Regions from separate parts of the Hordeum vulgare genome. Here all the other regions are linked to region 3. The links are chromatin contacts, called in public Hi-C maps. All regions are on one chromosome and are shown on one strand. Each heading gives the region's core, a stretch centred on a gene start, on an enhancer-like site or on the middle of the called end of the contact. The rest is flanking DNA. Distances are from core to core; before and after follow the strand shown.

Region 1 (3,648 bases), core at 709-3,208, 560 kb after region 3:
GACAAGACTGAAGGCCCAAGGTCCGACGTGCATCCCGGTATAAGGCGACTCATAGAGAGGCCAAGAGGGTCGGCTTACAAGAGAAGGCCGAAGAAGAGGAAATACTTCTTCACAAAGGAAACAAGACCCGGATTAGGATTCAAGAGAGACTAATCCTATTCCTACTCCTAGTAGGATTCTACATGTAAACCTACCCCTTCCACTTATATAAGGAGTGGTAAGGCGGCCCAAGAGGGACAAGACAAGTTAGATTGAGCCATGACATGTTCAGGCAATTAGAGATAGACATATTAGACACCCTCGAGATTAGAGGTAGCGATTCCGCACCCTTGTAATCGAGATCATCATCTTCATCAATGAAACACAAGGATGACGTAGGCTTTTACCTTCATCGGAGGGGCCGAACCTAGGTAAACTCGCGTCTCTCGATTCTGACTAACCCCTCTCAAGCCGCCACATAGTTGCGATGGTCTCACACCTAACTTCTCTCGCGAGGACATATGTCGTGACAAAACCACGACATTTGGCACCCACCATGGACGAGCGCATGGTAAAATTGTGTTCTTGAAGGGATCTCTCCTAGGAATCGAGAAGCTTATGACCCGTCGAATCCGCAAGAACCGGCTCGAAGATCTACATCAACTCTAGTTTCAACATTAATTTGGTCGAACAATGCAAGAGAAAAATTGCAACGAGGCAGTCAGGACGTTGTATACAAAATCAGATCGTGATAGAAAGCTAGGGTTATCAGTGCAATGCTATCATCGTGTCGTACGATCCGCGAAGTTTAACAGGATACAAGGGCTGATATCCATGATCTATCGATCAATCAACATCTGACGAAGACTACCAGAAAACAAAAAAAAGAAGGAATCAATTATAAGCCGCCCCGGACTCAGGCTACCACACCGCATCTGAGCCGACCAGCCTCCGCCCGCGCCGCGCCTCGCCTCGCTCCCACTTCGCCGCGCGTGCCATGAGGCACCATCCCCGCGCGACGTAGGAGCCGCCGTCCGCATCTCGCCTCAAGCAGGCATCGCCTCAAGCGACCTCGTTATTACTGCGCCCACGGCTGGCTTCCACTGGGTGATGTTTCTTATCCACTGCACAACCGACCGCAGCCGCGCCCTCCGCTGGCACCGGCTCCACTTCGCCTCGTGCCCTGGTCTGCTGCACCCTTGGACGGCGCTCTACCGCCACCGCCACCGTGCCCCGGTCGGCTTCACATCACTTCCTGATAAAACAAGCGTCTCGTGACCTCTTGCCAACTCCATGCGTCTAGCAAGGTTGCTTCCTTTCTGGACTGGATGCGCGTGACGCTGGAGGCAGCTGTGAGGGATTACTGCCAACACTACCCCGGTCAAATCTACTGCGTCACAACAATCATCTAAAGGCAACCGTTGTTTCCGCTACTCGGTTTCCATTGTGGGCCGATCACTAATTGTTATTTAGAGACAACTATAAATAAAAAAGTAGAAAAATTTAAGAAATAATATTCGCTGCTAGTTTAATTATCTTAAATAAAAACAAAGTTCATATGAGTTCATGGACAATAATACACCAGTGCTTCACAAAGAATCTTCTTCGGACATTTCTAGATGCAAAATCATTGATGAGAGTATCAAGATCAATTTTGTCTAAGCCATCCTTCTCAATACAACACATAGCCAAGCCATTCAATCTGTCTTGTAACATAGTTGACCTCAAACAATTTTTTAGCAGTTTTAATTTAGAGAAACTTCTTTCAGTTGAGGCTACAGTCACTGGTATAGTTAAGAGGCAGCGCGTACAAGTCTTCCCATCACAATCGAGACTTGATCTTTAGGCTTGAGGCCTTTAGCTTATTTTTTTTTCAGCTCATATAGCAACACGTATACTTATACATACGTCATGATGGACCCCCTCAAAACATGGGCCCTGGGCGTCGTCCATGTTCGCCTAGGGCCAGAGCCGGCCCTATTTGTGGTCACGTTTTCCTGTCCGCCTACGGGAAGTCCTGTGGAGTTTCCTTGTTGCTGTTGAGCTACTCACTAGCCACGTGGGGATGAAATAGAAAAAGGAGAAGAAAAAGGGAGAGGCAACAACACGCATGAGTGACTTAAGTTGGATTTGATGGATAAGTATTAATACGTACACTGGGAGTATTGCTTCATATTACAACAAGAACACCCGCTAGCTACAGCCGTTTGCCTGGTCGTCTCCGGGCGAATCCCATCAATCAAACATCCTTGTGGGCAAGGGACGCACAAATTTCCAAATTCGGCTACGACCTGAAGATAGACACGGTCAGGGATTCGCCAAGCCGACCACGCCCTAGAAACGGATGCGTGCACACACACGCACACCGCAACGCCCGCCTACGTAAGGCTGGCATCGCCCTGAGCCATGGCCTCGCCCCGACACGCCTGCCTCCATCACCGCGGCCTCGTCTCGAGCCAACTCGTCTACAATCGGACATCTAAATGAATTAAGTGATCAGCCACTCATATATATCAGGTGTTGTCTGCTTGCTTTATTTATACTAGCAAATATGTCCGTGCGTTGCAATGGGAGATAGAAAAAATTATGCACTAATCAAATAAGTAGGACTCAATACTCTGACATAAAATTATCTTCTATTTTAACACGATGGCTCACCATGTTGTCATTTATTTTTCTTTCCTCGCTGATGATGGTTACGATGTCCACGTGATCACAATATGTTTAACGTAATAAATACCAAGACTATTAGCTTACCACTGCACACCCAACCTTTTATTATGTTGCGCAAGGAAATGTTTACAACTTTAAAAACAAATCTCATCGATCATGAACTACTCCCAACGCCTAGACATATAAAGCCTTTCATAATACTAATCAATTCCTAGACATAAAAGTTTATTGAATCGGTGAACGGGTTTCCGAATCGACAATGTTTTTGAAAAAAACTTGTGGTTTTTCAAAAAAATACCGTACATTATTTTTTTACAAACATTTTTTGAATTGATGAACAATTTTTAACTCAGCAAACATTTTTTGAACATACGAGCTTTTTGGGAACAAATTTGAAAATTGATTTTCTTAATTTATGTGAATATTTTCTAAAGTTTCATGCACATTTTTTTCATATTCCCGAATATGCTTTGAATACACTATATTTTTTTCAAAATCCCGAACATGATTTTATTTCCTAACCATTTTTTCCAGATCGCGGTTATTTTTTATAATTTGCGTACGGATTGGCAAAAACCGCCAACTTTTTTAAATCCGCAAAAAATTATGATTTTGTTAAAAAAAATTGAATTCACATATATTTTAAGATTTCTCGAACATGTTTTGAAAACTCACAACTTTTAAATTTTGAAAATTTCAAATCAGTTTAAAGATGAAAGAAAAAAAAAGACAAAAATGAAATAAAAAAATAGCAAAGCAAGCCACGGATATGTAGGGAGGACTTACAAGAGATTGGGGAATTCATCGAGACCGGGGATCGAACCCTGGTCTCTTCGCTGAAACCGTTAGGCCTTAGCCACCATGCTACGTACGCATCTCTGAGTTTACTTAGTATCACATATTATAAAAGAACGAAGCATACACGACTTCGGAAAGGAAAAACTGAATCGTTTTTGACTTACGGGTGACATGGTGGGTAATTTATGCCAACTTCAG
Region 2 (3,560 bases), core at 307-2,806, 900 kb after region 3:
ACAACAAATATAGCAATTGTGAAAACTCAGTGACTGTTTAAGAGCATTTTTTGAACACACTAAAACTTGTTTGGAACTATATACACAAAACATTTCTTTCATGGGAATTTCGTGTATGATATACCATTAGAAAGGTTACGTTTGAGAAGCAATTTTCTTATGTAGACAACCTTATCAAATTCGTTCTCATTTTATGAGTAGTTTTAAAATGCCAAAAATGGGATTGATTTTTAACTTGTAAATTCTAGATTTCATAAACTTCGAACTTCTGAGTTATTTAATTTGAACTTCTTATTTTGATTTTTTAGAAAAAGAAAAAAATGATTTTTTTAGTAAACGTCATATTTTAGTTGAATTAAATACTTTTTTCTAGAAACGAGAAGAATCTAAGTTTTTTGTATACATTGAGCTGCTCTGTTATTTCTAGTTTGATTTTTTTTGTTTTATTCTTTAGTAATGAGCAAAAGTTGTCGGTATTTAAAAGCATTGAACCACACAAACGATACACCTATGAAAAGCTATCGAAATTATTCAACTTTTTCTTGTTAAAAATCAAAACTTCTTTGTTCATAAATTTTTGACCTTCTTTGCTTTTATTCTTTTGTAATGAGAAAATCTGAATTTTGTATATACATCGAACTTCACCATTTTTTAAATTTAAACATTGGATAGTAATAAGGAAATCATCATTTTATAAACATTGAACCACGCTGTTATTTCAATTTGAACTTCTAGTTTTCTAGAATGGGGAAATTATTTCTTATAATTTAATCCCTTGCTCTTGTTGTGTTATTTGAACCTTTTTTTCTTCTAACATCTTGTCTCAACACATACAATGCATGTGAGCAAAAATCGGTACAATTATCCATATAAGATGAATTGAGTAACACACCCAAGTCGAGTTGTTCATCCACAACTTGTTCGACTGGATCGGGCAATCCCTTTTTTGTTGTTTTCCTCTTTCGTTTCTGCACGGGGTAGCTCCCCACATGCACCTTCTGGTTTACCTGGATCGGCAAAGACGTGCTGGCTAGCAAGAAGAATGCCAAGATGGCGAGGCAAGAGGTTGGAGAAGAAGTTCAAGGCAGAAGAGCAAGACATCCATGGTATGCACGGTGGAAATTGTCACTGGACGCAAGGCGTCGATATCAACAGACCCAACGGCCAGCAACTTCTGACTCAATGGGTGAGCTCACTTCACAATCGCATAACTACTACTCCCTCCGTTCCTAAATATAAGTCTTTTAAGAGATTTCATTAGGTGATTACATACAAAACAAAATAAGTAAATCTATATACTTTAGAGTATGTCTATATACACAGGCGGAGCTCCCGGTAGGGCGAGCGTCTACCTTGATTTTTGATGATTTTTTTATACGAATACATGTTTGATCGCTAAAAGATCATTGGGAAAGAAAAATCACCGTTACACGTTTTTATTGGGCCATGATTGAACATGCCACCAACGTTTTTATTGGGCCGTAGCACGTAGGAGTTAGCAGGTCATGGCGTCACACACTAGCCTCGCTCAACCTAGTCCACCCCACGTCATACTTCAGATCCTCACCCAAGCGAGAGCGAGCGAGTTTTTTTTCCTGATGGAGTTGGAGACTGGCGGACTTGGCGTACATGCTGACAGGTGTAATATTTTTATGAATTTTGGTTTTCATTTTTGTGTGCACTGTTAGTTGTATTATAGTTTGATTTGCATAATAAAGAAAATTAAGCTTAAGAGTTTGCCCCACCTTAAAAAAGTTTCGTCCTCGGCCACTGTCTATATACATACGTATGTAATTTCTCTAATAAAATCTTTAGAAAGACTTATATTTAGGAACCGAGGTAGTATTATGACATCCCTTTTTGAATACTATTCATCTCATACAATTGTCATTACTGATGGCTTTTCACTAACTGAAGGATCATGTTCCAAGGAACATATATACACATACTTGAAGAAAAGAATGTTGTTTATGCCATCAGCTAAAATGAAAACGAGGGGATATTTTCTGTACCCGTTCATTCCTCAGTCAGCGACAGGCCTGACTGTTGCTAGAGGACCCGCCGCAATCCAAGCCTCCCTGCAGCTGCAGGTCGTTGCCTCCTCCGGTTGAAGGTCAACGGCTCCTCTAGCTGCAGTATAGCATCCAATAGTTGATCCCTCCGGCGCAACGATGGGATTCAGGAGGGCGTTGTTGCTGTGAATCTCCAGGAGGCGCGTAGTTGTTGAACGACCGGAGTTGGTGGCGACGAGCGTCGTTGGTGATGCGACGTTGGAGCCCCACCGGGAGGAGTCGGAAGGCATGAGCAGACAGATGGGGAGAATGCGACGTGCGACGCCGACAGTCACTGGGAGGAGGCACGCGACAATAAGATGCCCGTCGCGAGCTCCAGCGGCCGGTGGCGTCAACGGATACAAGTTCTGCGTTGATGGAGGAGCACCACAGGGACGAGGCGGAGATGGTCGGGCCCCACGGAGGTGGTGAAGAGGTGCGGGGTTACGCGGAGGTGCGCGGGGGTTGCAGGGGCGTATCATGGCGGCGCGACTGGCCGGTGGAGGGGCGGTGGAGGCGCGTGCGAGGTCCAGGGCCGGCGGTGGCACGCGGGATATAGGGGTGGCAGCGGCGCACGAGGATCCATGGCCGGCGACGGCGACCGGTATCCACTGCAGGCGGTGGAGCGGGAGGTTTTGATGGCTGGTGGGGTGCCGGTGGGGGATCGTGGGAGGTTGTGGATCAGGGGGAGGTGGTGGACCGATGGGTAGCGGCTCCTATATTTTTTTCTGTCGCTGCCAATTCTGTAGTTCGGGAACGTCTCGTCCGCGCCGTGCCGGATCATAATAACTATTCTGATCTGAGAAATTGACTATTCGTCATTTTAAATGAAGAATAGTTATTCTTTAACCTTCTTTATTTTCACATCAATGCACTGTAATTTTATATTTTACTTTTTTATTTCATACGTAAAAAAGATTATAAAAAAATATAGTAATCATAAAATATTTTATGTCAAGTAAAATTACAAACATAAAAACATAATGTAAAATATACATGAAATATGATTTTTCCGGTCTTATGATTTATATTTTTAATTTTTTATATCAAATTTTCCGTAATGGATCAATATTAATGTAACTATTGTTATTTTAAATGTAATTTATTTATGAAAGGTCATAAGTTTATTTGGAAGAAGAATAACTTATTTTGAATCCTGGATGACGAATAGACTTTTACATTTATGAAATGGTCGTAAGTTTATATATATATACACACACACATATACATATACATATATAGATAAAATGTTTGGGGCACCTAGGTGCCTGGGTACCTAGCTGATTTTCATTAACGCACGGTGGATCCAACCCCATTAATTTTTGCATGCCAGATTTTTCATATATGAATTATTTTCCTTCCAAATTTAGCACATATGCATTTGTTTCCAATAATACACGCATGCACAACTTCCCTTGCATGCATGATCTCTATTTGCTTCTTTCCAAAATAAAATATGTACATTAACAGATACGACATGCGGAGAATACGCTGCATAGAAATGATATA
Region 3 (3,803 bases), core at 1,010-3,509:
ATTTCTCAAACGCAAATCGCGGTATCTGCAAAGCAAATACAATACATTAGCTGAGCTGAACTAATAGTACAAGTACAACCTCCGAATGATGAAAAACATAAAGAACTTGCAAATCGGTACAAGTAGCTAGACCACTGTTTGCTGCTTCTCGAGTATATATTCCATCTGAAAAGCTATGAGATAGAAAGAAATTTACAAACATGACAGTCTCCTTGATCCCAGGTTATGCTTTACAGATTCAATATTTGGTGGGCTATCAACTAGAAGTAGGAACACAGCAATTAGATTAGTCAAGATGCAGAGCTCCAATATAAAGAACAAAATAGGAACTCATTTGATTGTGATGTTTTGGTTCTGAATTGACTAATGTAGCCAAGAAGATAAGAATGACTAGTGAAGCAACATGAAGTAAACCGTGCAAGAGACAAAGGATAGCTAAACAGTACTACTTTATCTGTAATCAAATAAAGAAGAACCATAGACAAAGGATAGCTAAACAGTACTACTTTATCTGTAATCAAATAAAGAAGAACCATTCAACTTCTGACAGGGAGATGCCGATGCACATATGACAATTCGCTTAAGCAAGTAATAAGAAATTTTAGTCATCCTGTTAAAATATCTTGAGAGTATACTGACCAAACTAATCATTAAAGTTGAAAAGTTCTAAGGCATGCAGAGCAAATAAAAAAGGTAAGCTATCAGCACCACAGTTGGAACTTGCAGGTTTACAGCAAATACTATCTACACAACACAAAGTTATTGTGGGATGGGATGCAAAATTTCTACAATGAACCAAATACTGTTTGCTCCAAGGAGGTTGCAAACAGATTCAAGATTACTACCTTTGTGACAACATAGTCAATGGAGGGCTCAAAGCTAGCAGGCGTCTTCTTTGTGATATCATTTGGAATCTGGTCCAACGTATAGCCTACTGAGAGTTTTGCTGCCATCTTGGCTATCGGAAACCCAGTGGCCTTTGATGCAAGAGCTGATGACCTTGAAACCCTGGGGTTCATCTCAATCACCATGACCTCCCCGTCTGCAGGGTTCACGGCAAACTGTACATTGGAACCACCGCACTCCACACCAATCTCCCGGATGATGGCCACGGAGTAGTCCCTGAGTCTCTGGTACTCCTTATCAGTGAGAGTCTGAGCAGGCGCCACGGTGATTGAATCGCCTGTATGCACACCCATGGGGTCGATATTCTCAATGGAGCAGATGATGACCACATTGTCGGCCATGTCACGCATCACCTCCAGCTCGTACTCCTTCCACCCGAGCAGGGATTTCTCCACAAGCACCTGCTGCGTGTGTGAAGCCGCCAGACCAGAGCGGCAAATGTCCTCAAACTCGGCCCTGTTATAGGCGATGCCTCCCCCGGTGCCACCAAGCGTGAAAGCTGGTCGGACAATCAGGGGGAACTCACCAATGTCCTTTGCGATTGTGAGGCACTCCTCAAGCGTGGTGCCGATGCCAGAGGGGGGCGTCTTGAGTCCGATGCGGTCCATGGCCTGCTTGAATAGCTGGCGGTCCTCCGCGGCGCGAATAGCAGGGAGGGAAGCGCCGATGAGGCGCACACCGAGGCGGTCGAGCGCGCCGGATTCGGCCAGAGAGACGGCGAGGTTGAGCGCCGTCTGTCCGCCCATGGTGGGGAGGAGCGCATCGGGGCGCTCATTGGCGATGATGCCCTCGACGAGCGGCGGGGTCATGGGCCCGATGTAAGTGCGGTGGGCGAGGTCGGGGTCGGTCATGATGGTGGCCGGGTTGGAGTTGACGAGCACCACCTCGTATCCTTCCTCGACGAGCGCCTTGCAAGCCTGTGTGCCGGAGTAGTCGAACTCGCACGCCTGGCCGATGACGATGGGCCCAGCGCCGAGAATCATGATCTTCTTGACGCCGGCGAGCTTGCCGCCCTTGGTGGGCTCAGCGGCGAAGTGGCGTACGGTGACGGCGGTGTCCTGTGCGGCACCGTTGGAGGAGGCGGAGCGGGCGGAGAGGCCGCGGCGGGAGGAGCCGTGGTGACGGCGCGGGAAGGGGAGGAGGGAGCGGAGGAGCACGGTGGCGCGGTGGGCGTAGGAGGGGCATGTGCGCAGGTGGGAGTGGGATGAGAGTGAGGTCGCCATGGCGGCGGCGGCGGCGGCGCGGAGGCGCGCACAAGGTTGGTGGTGATGAGGAAGCGGCGGCGAAGTGGAGGGTGGAAGGGGGCGATGGGGATGTAGGGTTTTTTTGTAGAGGGATTAAGGGGGCGTGTAACTGTGAGGGTTTAACCCTCTCACCAATTCCTTTTTATATTCGCTGTCGCGGGTGGTTCAGTTTTAGGCTCCAAATCGTCGTCTTATCCTGCCTTGTTTTACTTTCCCTCCCTCTTAATTCCTATGAGACGAATTTGCTGTCCAAACCGATTTCATCTTCTTGTAGAGCCACACCTGGCATAATCTCTATCCGTATGAATAAGTTTTAAAAAAAATCTAATCGATTTATTCATCATCGATCATGACGGTACAACAAACACAAAAGTTAATAATAATTACATCTACAGTCGTAGTCCACCAGCAACGTTTATAATTTACAAGCATTGAAACGAGCCAAAGGTACGCCGCTGTCATCACCCCTCTCTCGTCGGAGATGGACAAAACTTGTTGTGATAGATAGTCGGGAAGTTGTCGTGTTAAGGCCCTTTAGGACCAACGCACCAAGACAACAACCGCCGTTAATAAATAAAAATGTTGATCGAAAGAATCCAACCTCCAAGACACGGTGACATGGACGAACAAAGACTCGATCCGAGTGGATCCATCAAAGACAACCACCAACCGAATCATGCGGGATCTACCGCACACAACCTCCACGCGCCATCCGACGATGGTAGATGCACCATCGGTACCGGGGCTAGGCGGGCATAATTTTATTTTATCTTTAAGGGTCGTGAACGTCTCGTCTTCTTGAACGTGACACAAGCCCTAGCAAAATTCAGAGAAACATGTAAAAACGGAGTCCTCCCACCCCGCAAGGGCTACGATCGACCGCGTCTCCATGATCCTAAGGCCACATGATACGAGGCGGATCGACGGCGCCGCTGGCGGGAGGCAGAAATTCTAGCTTCTTCTTTGCTTGGAGGAGAGGGGAAGGGACAAGTATCAAGGATGTCATAAACTCGAGTCATAGCGAACCAAAACATTGTTCTGCCTTCGGCGGTGCCCCTTTCTCAAGATTACGAGTCGTCTCGATTATCCTTAGTGTGGCCTAAATATTTCATCATTGCTTCTAGATCATGTTGCTCTGCTAACATAGAGCTTGAAGTTGCCGCCATGGAAACCTATTCTAAAACAGACATTCAGACTTCGAAACCCTGCCTTTCGCGCCACCCAGTAAATCCTAGCCAAGGCCGCCCGTCGATCAAGGACCACCCTTCGGCCCGAGCATGTTCCAGCTATGAGGGTGGTGACGGATGTGTATGCAATTACTTGTGCGCATACATGCAATGCACACAAAAAAGGCGCCTTTGGACACCCAAATAAAACTGCCACCTAAGCGCATATCCAACACATACTTCTGAATTTGAAAACTGCCACCTAAGCGCATATCCAACAAAAAAGGCGCCTTTGGACGCGTTTGGTGATACGGGAGCCAGCCATAGACATCAAAGTCCAAAGACATTTCAAAGGAATTTGAAAAAAATGGACAAATTTTATGCAAACCATATAATTTTCATTTAAGTCGGATCATATTCATTATATTTTTTACATATTTCAACTAAGAAGTTGTCACGTCCAAGATGCGACCCTATCCTCAATTTG

The links. A called contact is a pair of places that touch in the nucleus more often than the background predicts.
Region 1: a Hi-C map of seedling shows a contact between it and region 3, with 4 times the contacts expected there. The contact joins the enhancer-like site here to the promoter of LOC123443736 in region 3. A contact is called at or near these places in 1 of 6 Hi-C or Micro-C datasets (seedling) and 1 of 1 datasets of contacts at active chromatin or transcription factors (embryo).
Region 2: a Hi-C map of leaf shows a contact between it and region 3, with 6 times the contacts expected there. The contact joins the enhancer-like site here to the promoter of LOC123443736 in region 3. A contact is called at or near these places in 2 of 6 Hi-C or Micro-C datasets (leaf and seedling) and 1 of 1 datasets of contacts at active chromatin or transcription factors (embryo).

What each region holds. Positions count from the first base shown.
Region 1 is chr3H:321,300,616-321,304,263 of MorexV3_pseudomolecules_assembly, reverse strand. No RefSeq gene overlaps it. Among protein-coding and RNA genes, the nearest start is that of LOC123442407, 69 kb to the left of the region's middle. Within about 2 kb of position 1,958, at least 3 of the 3 cell types and tissues checked have open chromatin away from gene starts, as enhancers often do. A contact at or near this core is called in seedling, where this site is marked.
Region 2 is chr3H:320,956,872-320,960,431 of MorexV3_pseudomolecules_assembly, reverse strand. No RefSeq gene overlaps it. Among protein-coding and RNA genes, the nearest start is that of LOC123443735, 150 kb to the right of the region's middle. Within about 2 kb of position 1,556, at least 2 of the 3 cell types and tissues checked have open chromatin away from gene starts, as enhancers often do. A contact at or near this core is called in leaf, where this site is marked.
Region 3 is chr3H:321,857,287-321,861,089 of MorexV3_pseudomolecules_assembly, reverse strand. It overlaps LOC123443736 (carbamoyl-phosphate synthase large chain, chloroplastic), which reads right to left and starts at 2,259. Exons shown (of 3, transcript XM_045120250.1): 1 at 846-2,259; 2 at 1-25. The coding sequence starts at 2,129.